Linked DNA regions of Zea mays: region 1 is linked to region 2. A link is a contact called in public Hi-C data. All regions are on one chromosome and are shown on one strand. Each heading gives the region's core, a stretch centred on a gene start, on an enhancer-like site or on the middle of the called end of the contact. The rest is flanking DNA. Distances are from core to core; before and after follow the strand shown.

Region 1 (5,702 bases), core at 144-2,643, 160 kb after region 2:
AAATTCATTTCTATCACGATGACAAAACCCTTGACAATTTATTTATTTACATACAAGGGCACATGGAGATGCATGCAGGCTTGAGTCAAATTTTTTCATTTCTTGGGCAGCAAACTATTAAGGGCATGGTTGGTATGACTCCAGAGCAAAACTCCAAAGAAGAGTTCGCCAGAGCATGTCAAACACATTAACTCCAGAGTTATAAATTCTATGAAGTTTTTGGAGTTACAGTACAATTTTTCTGAGTACCTCTTTTGCTGTTCCGAAAACTCCAAAAAAACAACCTAGTCATGGAATTTAGAGTTATTTACCCGTCATCGCCACCGGTTATGAGAAACAATCTAAAATCTAGAGCAGAGCTGCTTCACCCAGAGTTGCAAAAAAATGGTCTAGATCAAAACTTTTTTTACTCCAAAAATGCTATGTTATTGATAAAATCATGATTTAAAATACAGAGTTATTATATACGCTCTCAAACAGCTTTTGGTCTAAAATCCTGTGATATACTCAAATACCATAATATTGTCTCGAAATTAAGAAATATCGTGTTCCCGAACAGACGTTTAACATTACTCACGTGAATAGGGGTTTTGAAAGCCGTTGCCATCCCATTCTTGGGTGAGAAAGCCGCTCGGTTCGCTCACCTGCCTGTGTTGCCTTTAGAGATGGCAATGGGTACCCGAAACCCGAAACCCGATGGGTTTTTACCCCATTAGAGTACGGGTTTGGGTCAATTTTCATACTCATGGGTTTGTTAACGGGCATAAATCTATACCCGACGGGTTTATGGGTACGGGTTTGTTCCTATAGTATCCAAACCCGCGAACCCGTGGGTTTTTTAAACCCGACCAAACCTAGTGCATATTGTCATTTTATTTTATAAACGAACAACAAACTTGTTATTCCTTATTTACTTGCTAATTTTTATCAAATAGTGAATGTATAAGTAGTCGGTGAGAGTGTTGCTTGCTTGCTATTATAGTTTTTACTAGTGTTATATATGTGGTGGATGGATAACTTAGTGCAAGGTCACTTAATTATACAACTTATTATTTGTATTACATTCTCTCTACTAATAATTTTTATACCAAATCATGAACTCATTGTTCATCACATAAATTTTGGACCATGATCTCATTAATCCTTACGATACTTATTGATTATAGGAAGAACAAGCATATTGGAGATAAAACCCGTGGGTAACCCACGGGTACCCGCTAACTCGATGGGTACGGGTTTGGGCAAAATCTCAAACCCGTCATGGGTACGGGTTTTTTAATGGGTATAAATATTTTTCACGGGTACGGATTTGGGACGGTAAAACACAGCGGGTTTGTACCCATTGCCATCTCTAGTTGCCTTGCGACTTGCGAGTGGGCGGCGGAGTGCCCGAGTCGGTGCGGCCGTGCAGGAGCGTTTGCTGTCTCCGTTTCCGTCCCGTTCCCTTTCGTGGACTGTTTTGGAAGGCGTTGCGATGAGACGCTGCTGCGGCGGCGGCGAGGAGTGCATCCCTCGGCGATGAGCAGAATCACCACGGGATCTTAATCTCCCTTGCCTCGTTTGCGGAGAGCCTGCGCTGTCGGCGGCGGCGCACCCCCCTCCCCTTCCCCCGGTGCTTCCGTCTGCTGGCTGGACTCAGGTGAGCACAGTGAAGCTGCCAGCCTCTGGCCTCTGGGAGCCCCATCCCACCAATGCCCCCTAAACGAATCTGGCTCGTGCACTCGTGCGTTTTGCCGATTGTGGCCGTGGGGATTGACGGGTGGATTTTCCCTTTAGATTTCTTCAATTTTGATTGCCAATTAAAGCTTAACGCTTGATTTCCAGTTCTTCCAACTCGGCCCTTAACAAGAGAACGACGACCATGCCGATGCGTGGCGTCGATTTCAAGTGGTGCGTCTGCCCCCTCTCGTCTCGCCGCTTCTTCCTTAACTCGTCCCCTCGTTAAATCCCTCCTTGGTGAGTCAAGGTTTGACTGATTGAGAGGCTGGGTTTGCGATTCATTGCAGGTATGATGGGTTCTTCCTCTCCATGCTCGCCACTAGCGTGTATCCTACTTCACCCGATAAGACCTTTACCAACTTCGTCCAATCCAATTTGTTATGTGTGCACCTATATTATTTTGTTGCTAAATGCTATTCCTTAATAATCGTCTGATGCATGATTAGAATTATCGTTTCCATTAATTGGAAGAGGTATCGCCTGTGTGCCCACCCGCTCCACATTTGGATAGTGGTATGGTCTCTTCCTTGCCCCTGTTCTTCCTTAGTACTGTATCTAGATACATAGAAAAAAATTCATTCCTTCCATCAAAAGAAGACATTAAGACTGGATGATTAGTGAAAATTTGCACGTTATCCTGTGAAAACATCATCTTTGGATGACTGGAGGGAGCAAGTTTCTAGGGTTGGTTTGGTTCTCTCTCGGTGCTTACTACTACTTTAAGGATCGCATCTACTGTAATTCATTGCTTCAACTGCCTGCATGCAACAGGTGGACTACACCACTGTCTTCATCTTCCGCCTCCTAATGTTTGTTGATAATGGTCTCGCTGCAGGAATGGGATTGTAAGTCATTTTAAGCCCCACCCCCCATCTTGCTTTTTTTTTCCTAATTCAGCAAAGTATCGCAATACAAACTAATTGCACTGCAATTTAGCATTTTGTATTTACATATGCAAACACGTCTTTGCTGACCCTTGCTGCAATTGAGCATCATATTCATGCTCTCACTGCTTTATCAGCCACCAAAAAAGCTAAATAGAAAAGCAAGTTGTCAGCAGACATGCTAACAGCGCGATGGTTTAGCACCCAGGTGTGGCGCTCCGCACCTGGGTCAAGCCCTGGCGCTGCGTGGGTCGTGTGCCCACCTCTCTGGTTTGTAACAGAACAGATGGTTCCGTGACCGCCAAAGAAGCAAGCACGTGTGAGGTTCCTGCCTGCTTTCTAGAGTTCAGTGGGCCCCTACTTTAAGGTGAAGTCAAGGCGATGTCCCTCCCCTTGATTGAGTCTAGATTCTAGAAAACAAGTTGCGTTCTGAATGAGTAAAATGACCTCACCAACATGAATTACAAGCAGCCACCTGATTGCAACCTGGTCCTATTTGTGTTAAACTAATCAAATTGTTAGTTCTATGACAACTCTTAATGAAAACAAGATTATCGAGATGCATATGCTAGATGGATACCTATGGCTGTGTGATTTACCACCTGATGAGTTCATTTAAGAAAATGGTGAGTCAATAAAAAATATTGGGTTTGTAGTCTCGATTTTTCTTTGTCCAAAGTACTCCATTTTTAATCAGCTAATGAAACCGTCTAATTAGGAGATCTCAGTTTTTTTATATATATATGGAAAGCATGATTCTAAGATTTGAATTTCAATGTGACTGACTGACTGTATCCTTATGATCAAAATAATGATAGCTGTGCCATTTATGATTTATCTTGGTGCATGGGAGTTTCTTGACACCTGTTTTCCTACCATAATTTTTGCTACCTTATGGTTGTCGTTCTTATACTGATGTTTTAGGTTTCTAAGCTTTGTCTTGTTTGTTTGCTCCACTACCAATGACTAACTGAACTTTGCAAAAGTATGGCTGTCAGTTTATTCTATTATGTATCTTCTTTTTTGAAAAAAAAATATAGAGATCTCGGATGGCAACAGAGATATGCTCGTTTTTGTGGAAGAATAATTGTCCTCTCAGTTCTTGTGCTACTTCTCTACCCCTTTCTCTGGGTTTGGACTGTGATTGGAACATTGTGGTTTAGCACTGCAAGAGGCTGCGTGAGTTCTCTTATTCTTGATATAGGTACTACTTGTGTTATTTTATACAGTAAATTCTACTAAATGCATTTTATTCTTTTTAGTTGCCAGAGGAAGGACAAAAGTGGGGCTTCTTGATATGGCTGCTTTTCAGTTACTGTGGGCTCGCCTGTATTGCTTGTGTAGCTATTGGGAAGGTACTATAAAGTTCTTGGTACAATTTTTAAATAATTATCCAACGGTGATGTTAATATGCCATTCGTCAAAAATACTAGTCTGGTGATGCTGCTACTGGAGTTAGATTTGCTGGCCGTCATAACTGAATTGTACAGGCATATTGCAATTTGTTCTTACACGGAGTCATGGATTGAAGTTGTTAAGCTCGGTTTCAGTCTGTGTACAATGTACAGAACTGTTATTTTTTTTGGGAAAGAGCAGGAGAGCTGTGATTCATTAATTATAGAGAGGAAAAAAGGTTCCCAAACAACCTACCCTCTCATACGGGAACCAAGTATTAGGGGCGGAAAATACACTCCAACTACGTAAACCACATGACCCGGCTACAACCCAACAGATTAGGTTGCCCTTCCTAGACCTAGGGCTTGGAGCTTTTTAGCTCCCGCCATGCACCACAGGCTGTGCTTATTCTTTAGTACACTCATGAATCATGATCGAGCTAACTGAAGGAGATATACCATAAAAACACACGACTTTCTATGCTTCCATATGCACCAAGCTCCTAAGACAATCAGGGAGTTCACTCCTTTTCTGTCCTCTTTGCTGATTCTCCTCCCAGTCAATACTGTTACTTAATCTTGATGTATTAACATCTTCTGTTCATCGGCTGGAATAATATCAAGCTAATTTCTTGGCAGTAGTTATTTCCAGAATGTTAGACTGTATATGTCTCTATCTGTACTGGGCCTTCCAGCCCAGCCTATGTAACCATATATATATTAATACAAAGCCCACTGAAAGGGCTAGGGTTTCCAAATTTTCCAACATGGTATCCAGCCAAAAATTTCCCTCACCTTCCCTCCCCTAGTATTAGTGTTGGGAGTTATCCCAAACATGAGATGGGAAATGCTCTAGGGTCTGGTGTGTGTGTGTGTGGGGGGGAGCCCCCTTTGCCTCATGGACTATTCACAAGGGAGATGCGAGGAGGGAATCTTCCTCCCTATCCCTTTTAGTTTGCAATTTACACACCGGTCCTTAGTTTTACGACTCGACCCTTTTTACAAGAGGGGAGGGGGTAAGACTAGGCCATGCCTCATCCCCAACAATACTCACAAGGCACAATGATGACTATACTAATGAGCGTAACCGTGCTTAGATAAACTTTGTGCTATGACATTGATGCAATTTTGTTGGATTCACAAAAGGATGAGATGTTACTGATCCACTATTGTGTCAAGTCTTTAATCTTACTATATTGATGATCATCTTCTTCTAATCAACATAAAATGATATGTTTTATATGTGGTCACTTGGGCCCAACACATCCATACCTCACATACTAACAAAAACTAAAGATGTTCATGTGTTTGAGTTTTCACTATGCGTTTAACTTTAACATGCAATGTGACATGATAAAGGCATGTTCCTGCACAAGTATAATATCATATGGAGCCATAATATTATTGACTTTTTATTACTGTGGCTTTGATCATTCTGAGGATTATTTGAGTAGATGTGGGCAATTTATATGTTTTATTTTGTAGTGGTTACACCGAAGACACGCACTTCAACAGAGAGCACAACAAGGAATTCCAGTCTCTGAACATGGGGTAATGCTTTTCTCTATTTCTGTGCATCTGCATCCTGTCACAAATATAAAATGAGCTGTTGGCGCTGCAGTCGGAAAGTATCAATTGTTTTCGTGCTTTTTTGTTAGTGCTTTTATATCAAGTCCAACTTAGACACACCAATAATATTTTAGTG
Region 2 (6,592 bases), core at 2,224-4,723:
CATGCAGTCATCCGGTTAGTTATTACCTTGAAAGTAGCGTTGGCGCTAAGTGGATGTTGTCAATTACAGAGAGCCTTGGATTGTAACGTGATTCAGTAGGATTGGCACATGCCAGGACAGATGTCCTAGCGTTTAAAGATGCAATTATTCCAGCCTTCGCAATGGATACTGTCTGCTGTTCCATCACCTAAATTAATTGCAACAGGACTTTAGCTTACATGGAAAACCATATTTTTGGCGTGCAAATAATGCATAAAATTTTCAGCAAACCAGACCTCGTGTAACATGCTTCGGGCATTATCAGACATCTTATCAAACTCATCTATGCAACAAACACCTTTGTCACTCAAAACAAGTGCTCCACTTTCTAGAACCTGAAAGGTAAACAAGGTCATGGTTGAGATCATGGGAGCGATTCAATAAGATGGAAAAGAAAACAAAGCCAAATTGTCGACTTAAGGGCACACATACAGTTTCGCCAGTCTCAGGGTCTTTGGTAACATAAGCAGTAAGACCAACAGCAGAACTTCCTCTACCACTCGTATAGATACCACGAGGAGACAGTTTATGCATGTACTGGAGAAGCTGGGATTTACTTGTTCCAGGGTCCCCCACAAGTAAAATATTGATGTCACCCCGGAAACTAGCTCCAGAAGGAAGCTTCAAGGGATTGCCGCCGAAAAGCTGGACATAGAACAGTTTACAGTATGCTATGCTTAGCAATGGCACACTTTTTAAAAGAACATCTTAATATGCCAAAGAAGATACCTGGCAAAGGAGACCTCTTTTGACATCATCCAACTCCCATATGTTTGGAGCTAATGATCTAGTCAATCTTTCATAGATATCAGGCAACTTCGAAAGCTCTTTTAGTTTCTCAACCTGCAGCATCAAAAAGAAGAGAGTTACCAAGAATGCAGCAGAAAACATAGAAGAAAGATTTGGCTACCAAAAAGTACCAACTATCCAGCACACACCATTAAATAAAAGTATGGGTGCTGAAAAATACCTTATCACTAAGAAAATCCTCTTCAGTAGATTTGCTAGCGTTAGAATTATCAATATCCATGGTGTCCTCCACATGAAGCCTAGACTTGTCTGTCTTCTTTATGTGAAGGCAATCAATATATGTCTGAATGAAGAAGGAATACCATTAGATAACACTATAGTGCAAGATTTAATCCTGCTGTGCTAAGACGAAATTCAAATATGAGAATGCAATAAAACTCTGTATTTTTAACCTTGAATATAGACTTCACTGTCCTTTGAGTTGGTCCAATTCGAATACTCATAGCTCTGTATATTCCAGTTATCTATAATAGAAGCAAAATAAGTAAATTTGACAATTTTCTTAAACAAGAACCATATGTCAAGATTTAAAGTATTGATCACTAAGAAAGTTTCAATCCTAACCTCAACCCTATCTCCAGGCTTTCCAGCATCAACAAGCTTATCATGCATCAAGACACTAACTGTATGTGGAGTGCCACCTTCTGGTATCTCGTCTGGTGTTTCCTGCAACTTTATGATCTGCTTGTCTGAAAATCTGGTCATGTAAAAACAATGTTAAATTCAACGTGATTTTTATTCTGTTAAGAGTACTAGCAAAGACAAAAATGACAACAAGTAGGTGTAGCTACCTGCATCTGTTGTGCACTAGGGTCATAGAATTTGTGGCTTTACATTGTTCTTTCTGACAAATGTGTGGTTCAGTTACTCTTCCTGAGAAAGGCAATGCACATTATATTAGTTTTACATTGATAAAAACAATACAAACAGACAAACTTAAATGGTCCACTATGGCATGCATATCTTTCTATCAGCTACGGTGTTGAATATGGATTGTATGCATTTCGAAGCAGCTAGTCCTTCAAGATAAAAAAAAACAAGGCCAAAGATGTGTGATTATTCTTTGAAGGGCATTAGAGGCTTGGCTCATGGCCTCCCAAGCAGCTCAGACACTGCACAACAATCTGAGCCCCCATTTACCCAAAATCGGAAGCCTCGAAGAGCACCTTGCACTGGGAAAAGCTGTGTGGGGACCAACCAAACATTAAGGCTTGTTTGGTTAGAAGGGGATTCAAGGGAAACCCTTATAACCAAAAAGACCCAAGGACTACTTTGGAAACTCAAATCCCCCTAATTTTCTCAGGGGGGTTGAATTTCCAAACTGGCGCTCTTATTTTGACGTGGCGTATATTTCGGAATTCATTGAAATGAGATCACGGGTCAGAGTTGCATGATCAAGATGTCTATTAGCACCATACCTCTATCAACCATGACGGGCTCTGAGTAGAAACCACAAACCAGGCAGCGGAACACAGCCTCCTTGAGCTCCGGTATGACCGAGCTGCATCTAATTATCATACCCTTGATGGATACCATCTTCTCAATATCTGCAACGAACACGAAATCACAAATCAGATCACACAATGTACAGTCTAACTTGGTTCGAGCATTGTCACCTTGTCCAAAAGAAATAATCTATTACCAGATGGGTTGAGATTCCTCAAGCAAATGGACGACTTGAGGTTGTAGATCCTGGTCTGGATGTGCTTCTCGAAGAGCGGCTCGATGCGCGCGACGAGGTCCATGAGCACGATGTCGAAGATGGCGAGCACCTCGAGCGGATAGCGAACCATCTTGCTGTAGAGGTCTGGGTCGTGGTCAAACACGTCGTGCGCATCGACGTCGAGCGACTCCCCGCCCTCGAGCTCGAGGATGCGGTGGATGGCGCGCATGTACTTGCCCTCGTCCATGACCGGGTCGACGCGGCCAGCGTCGCGCGGGTCCCGGAAGTGGCGCAAGAACCGGAGAATGGCGGCGTTGACGTCCTGCACGCTTATGTTGGTGCCCCAGACGAAGACCGGGGTGGCGTCGACGCCGCCGCCGCCGTCGGTCTCGTCGTCCCCAGCTTCGGAGGATGGAGGGACGTCATCGGTGGACATTGGAGTGGAGGGCGTCGGCGGGAACCGGCCAGTCGAGTTCTGACGCGGCTGCCGAGGGGCGCCAGCCCCAGCTCCGGACGGCGTGCGGCGGCCAGGGTGCGGCGGCGTCTCGAACCCCCCGAGAGAAGGGGACGAAGCATAAGGACTAGCGGAACCACGGCGACGGCGACCGCCGGAGCGGCGTGTGGGCTGAGATGGGGAGGAGTTAGTAACCGCGAGTGGGCTTGACGGCCGACCATAGGGCGACGATGCGGCTGAAAAACAACAGCAAAAACGAAATTTCCGCCGCACGGGGATCCAAATCTTAGCAAGAAATCTGCAAGGGGACCAAATTGAATGCGATCCACGGAAGAGGGAGCGGTTAGATCTTACGAGGAGGGGAGCTGCCGCCGCCGTCAGAAGCCATGTCTTGGTCGCACAGACAATCACTCGGGATGGCAGATAGGTAGTGAGAGAGGAGGTGGTGGTGGGATATGGGAAGGGTGGGATGGGGATGGGGATGGGGATGGGGAAGGGGAGAGTAAAATGGCGGGAGATGGAGGCGGCGGCGGCGGTGGCGGGAAGAGAAGAGATGAATGGCGGCAAAAGCGTCACATTTCCCGCCAAGTGACTCAGGAGGCCCTCGATGGGCCGCGTTGCGTCCAGTTTGAGTCTACTCTGCCTTTTATGTTTTTGTAAGATGGGCCATATTCTCTAAATTGGGCTGGACCTAATCCTTGTTAGGTATCTGTATGTGTATGTAAGTACGTATATACGTGTAAAGTTGTCTTAGATTGATCATTTAAACGCTTTGTATGCCAATTAAGATTTAAAGTCAAAATATAGATTGCTTTTTAGAAAGAAAAAAATGCAGTTCCTCATCTTATTTTAAAAATACTTGTCCTCTCCGAGACTTAAACGGGTAGGAAGTCCTCTCAATTTTTTAATGAAAATATGCTAGCAACTTTTTTTCCTTGCAAAAATGCAAATTAAAGTTCTCGTCCTCAACTAATCATTTTCTTTTTCACTTGAAGACACTTAGCTACCGAACTACCAGTATGTTGAGATTCATTAAGCTTTTTCTATTTATCTCGCTTAGGGGTGTTTGGAACCAAAGTATTTTTCGAGTTTTGAGATAAAACCATAGTATTGGAGAATGTCATAGTATTTTTTGTTAAAAAAGTGTTTGGCTATCAGGTAAACAACTCGGTTTTAAATACCATATTTTATAGTTACTATGGTATTTTTGAAGTGTTTGAAATTCCACTCCTACCTAAATTCTTTGTCTATGCCTAGCTTCTTACACATGTATATTAAATACCATGATTTAACATACTTTGTCTCCACACAAGTATTGTTTTGAGTGATGTAAAAATATTATGGTTGTATCGTGACATCTTAAACCACAGTGTTCCAAAGCCATGTTTTTTTAAAATACTTTGCTTCTAAGCACCACCTAAAGTTTTGCCACAAGTCAAGGATAGTACAACACAAGGCCAACTAAAATAAACTAGAAGATAACTTTTGTTAAAGGGACAACAAAAATCATGAAATAATACATGAGAAATAAATGTCATGCCCAATTTTAGTAAGCAAACCAAATGCGCGCCAAGGTCAAAATCTTCTACATAGCAATTAGGGTTTAGGATCATGGTCAGAGCATGACGAATTTGGTTTCCCGACCGGGTTTGTCTTTAAAATGCTCTCTCGTATGCCGGTGCACCCTCTCTCGACTTCTAAGAGTGCTTCGATCTTTGATTGTATTAGTCTCAATCAAGGATTACCAAACCGTTTTGGGTCAAAAAAAAAACTACACATAGGTAACGCCGGTAAAATCGACTGGTTTGGCCAAACCAAATTTAAACAAAATCAAAACGATTTTTTGCTGAAAAATCGGTGGTAAACCGCTCAAAACCGTTGATAAACCACCCATTTGAAGCGCTTTTTTGCATAAAAATGAAAATTGTGACAGGATTCACTTGTAGTTTGTTCAATCCACGTTGCATAGTAAATACTAGTCGATCCATACAACTTATGTTCACCAAAATGACATACAAGATATATATGCAGCCACAAACTTCAATTATCATGAAACAAACAATCGTCGGACTTCATAATACTCAAATACAGGTTCTTTTAGAGTTCTTCCATGACACATAGGTCGACATATTTCACAATACTCACGTATTAAGCTCAAGTCATACTACTCAGTCATATGAGAAGGATCCTAATATGCGTTGATTCTGTCTATGTGCGAGATGCTCCTTCAATCGGGTACCACCTATTGCACTTTTTGTTTCTCTAAAATACTTACACTTGAAATATGTGCCAACCTTCTCTCCATGCTTCCAGACTAAGTCCAACATGTATCAAACAATACATAATATCATGTAACGAGAGTAAAATAAAAACATATTACTTGTAATAAATGACATTAACATAAACAATAAGACATCGAAACATATTTGCATTCTTCCTCTCTGCATGAGATGCTCCTTCAATCGGATATCATCCCTCAGCTCTTTGTTTCTCTACAACACTTGCACTTAAAACCTGCGTCAACCTTCTCTTCGCACTGCTAGACTAAATTTGACATGTGTCCTACAAATGTGGCAAAAAATGCAAGTATGCAACACATTAGTAGCAAATAATATCACTAGCTACATATATAACTAAATATTAACAATACAAACATATATAACTACACAATAGCAAATTAGCAATACTAATATATAACTATATATTAACAAGATGTCATCGCATAAAAAATCTGTATCACTAAACCCAAAAAACAAATCTTGACAACTTACTAAAAAACAACTCAACATGATTTCTCAGTAACAAATCGTGGTTTACCACTATTCGGTATGGTTTACCGCCGACATTTGACAAAGAAACCGATGGGTCAACGGGTTTACTAGTGGTCCATACGTTTTCCTTTTTTAATGGGCTAAACTAAATTAAATTTAGATATCATGTATACCATATTACTCACTAGAACATGTAGTTTTTTTATTTTTTTCTTCAATTTTTATATATTTTTTGAGCAAATTTAAATTTGGAGTGAATTTTGAAGCAAAAACTGTGGTTAACCTGTACCACTGGGCGTCGATTTCGATAAACTGGTGGTTTCTACCAATTTTGTAAACCCTGGTTTCAAACCAAGGATGGTGCCAACTGTGAAGAATATAAGGCATGTTTGGTTCACTGACTAACTTGTCACACTTTGCCTAACTTTTATGCATAAGGTTAGTTCTTCAATACAGACGACCAACCTTAGGCAAAGTGTGACACATTTAGCCATGAACCAAACAGGCCCACAATTTCTCCAAAATCTTATTTCTCCCCACTTTCTCTAAGCTTGAGTTTGTTGAGCACCATTTGTGGCGCTGGACACAGCCGGACGATCTAGTCCTAAGGACCGGACAATCTGGCCCATAGATGGCCCATCCATAGGCGCGGACTTCCCGTGAATAGATTGAATCAGGCGCAAGTAATCCCTTTTCCACGCGAGTTTATCGCTCTAAATCCACGATTGCTATTGGGAGACGCCTATGAACGGGTTTAGACCTCCCCTATATATATTAAGAGGTACGACCGATTGCAATCACCAATAATCGATCAAACAATCAATATATCTTTCGTTATTTACATTTTGCACTAGG

The links. A called contact is a pair of places that touch in the nucleus more often than the background predicts.
Region 1: a Hi-C map of leaf shows a contact between it and region 2, with 1.7 times the contacts expected there. The contact joins the promoter of LOC100284043 here to the promoter of LOC100281587 in region 2. A contact is called at or near these places in 2 of 25 Hi-C or Micro-C datasets (both in leaf).

What each region holds. Positions count from the first base shown.
Region 1 is chr3:233,360,487-233,366,188 of Zm-B73-REFERENCE-NAM-5.0, forward strand. LOC100284043 reads left to right here and starts at 1,394. Exons shown (of 11, transcript NM_001370570.1): 1 at 1,394-1,639; 2 at 1,825-1,890; 3 at 2,007-2,045; 4 at 2,166-2,232; 5 at 2,491-2,564; 6 at 3,644-3,782; 7 at 3,866-3,958; 8 at 5,483-5,548. The coding sequence starts at 1,862.
Region 2 is chr3:233,198,861-233,205,452 of Zm-B73-REFERENCE-NAM-5.0, forward strand. It overlaps LOC100281587 (DNA replication licensing factor mcm4), which reads right to left and starts at 3,474. Exons shown (of 18, transcript NM_001368325.1): 1 at 3,321-3,474; 2 at 2,492-3,202; 3 at 2,268-2,396; 4 at 1,641-1,722; 5 at 1,414-1,546; 6 at 1,242-1,313; 7 at 1,010-1,132; 8 at 769-882; 9 at 472-684; 10 at 276-374; 11 at 27-187. The coding sequence starts at 3,354.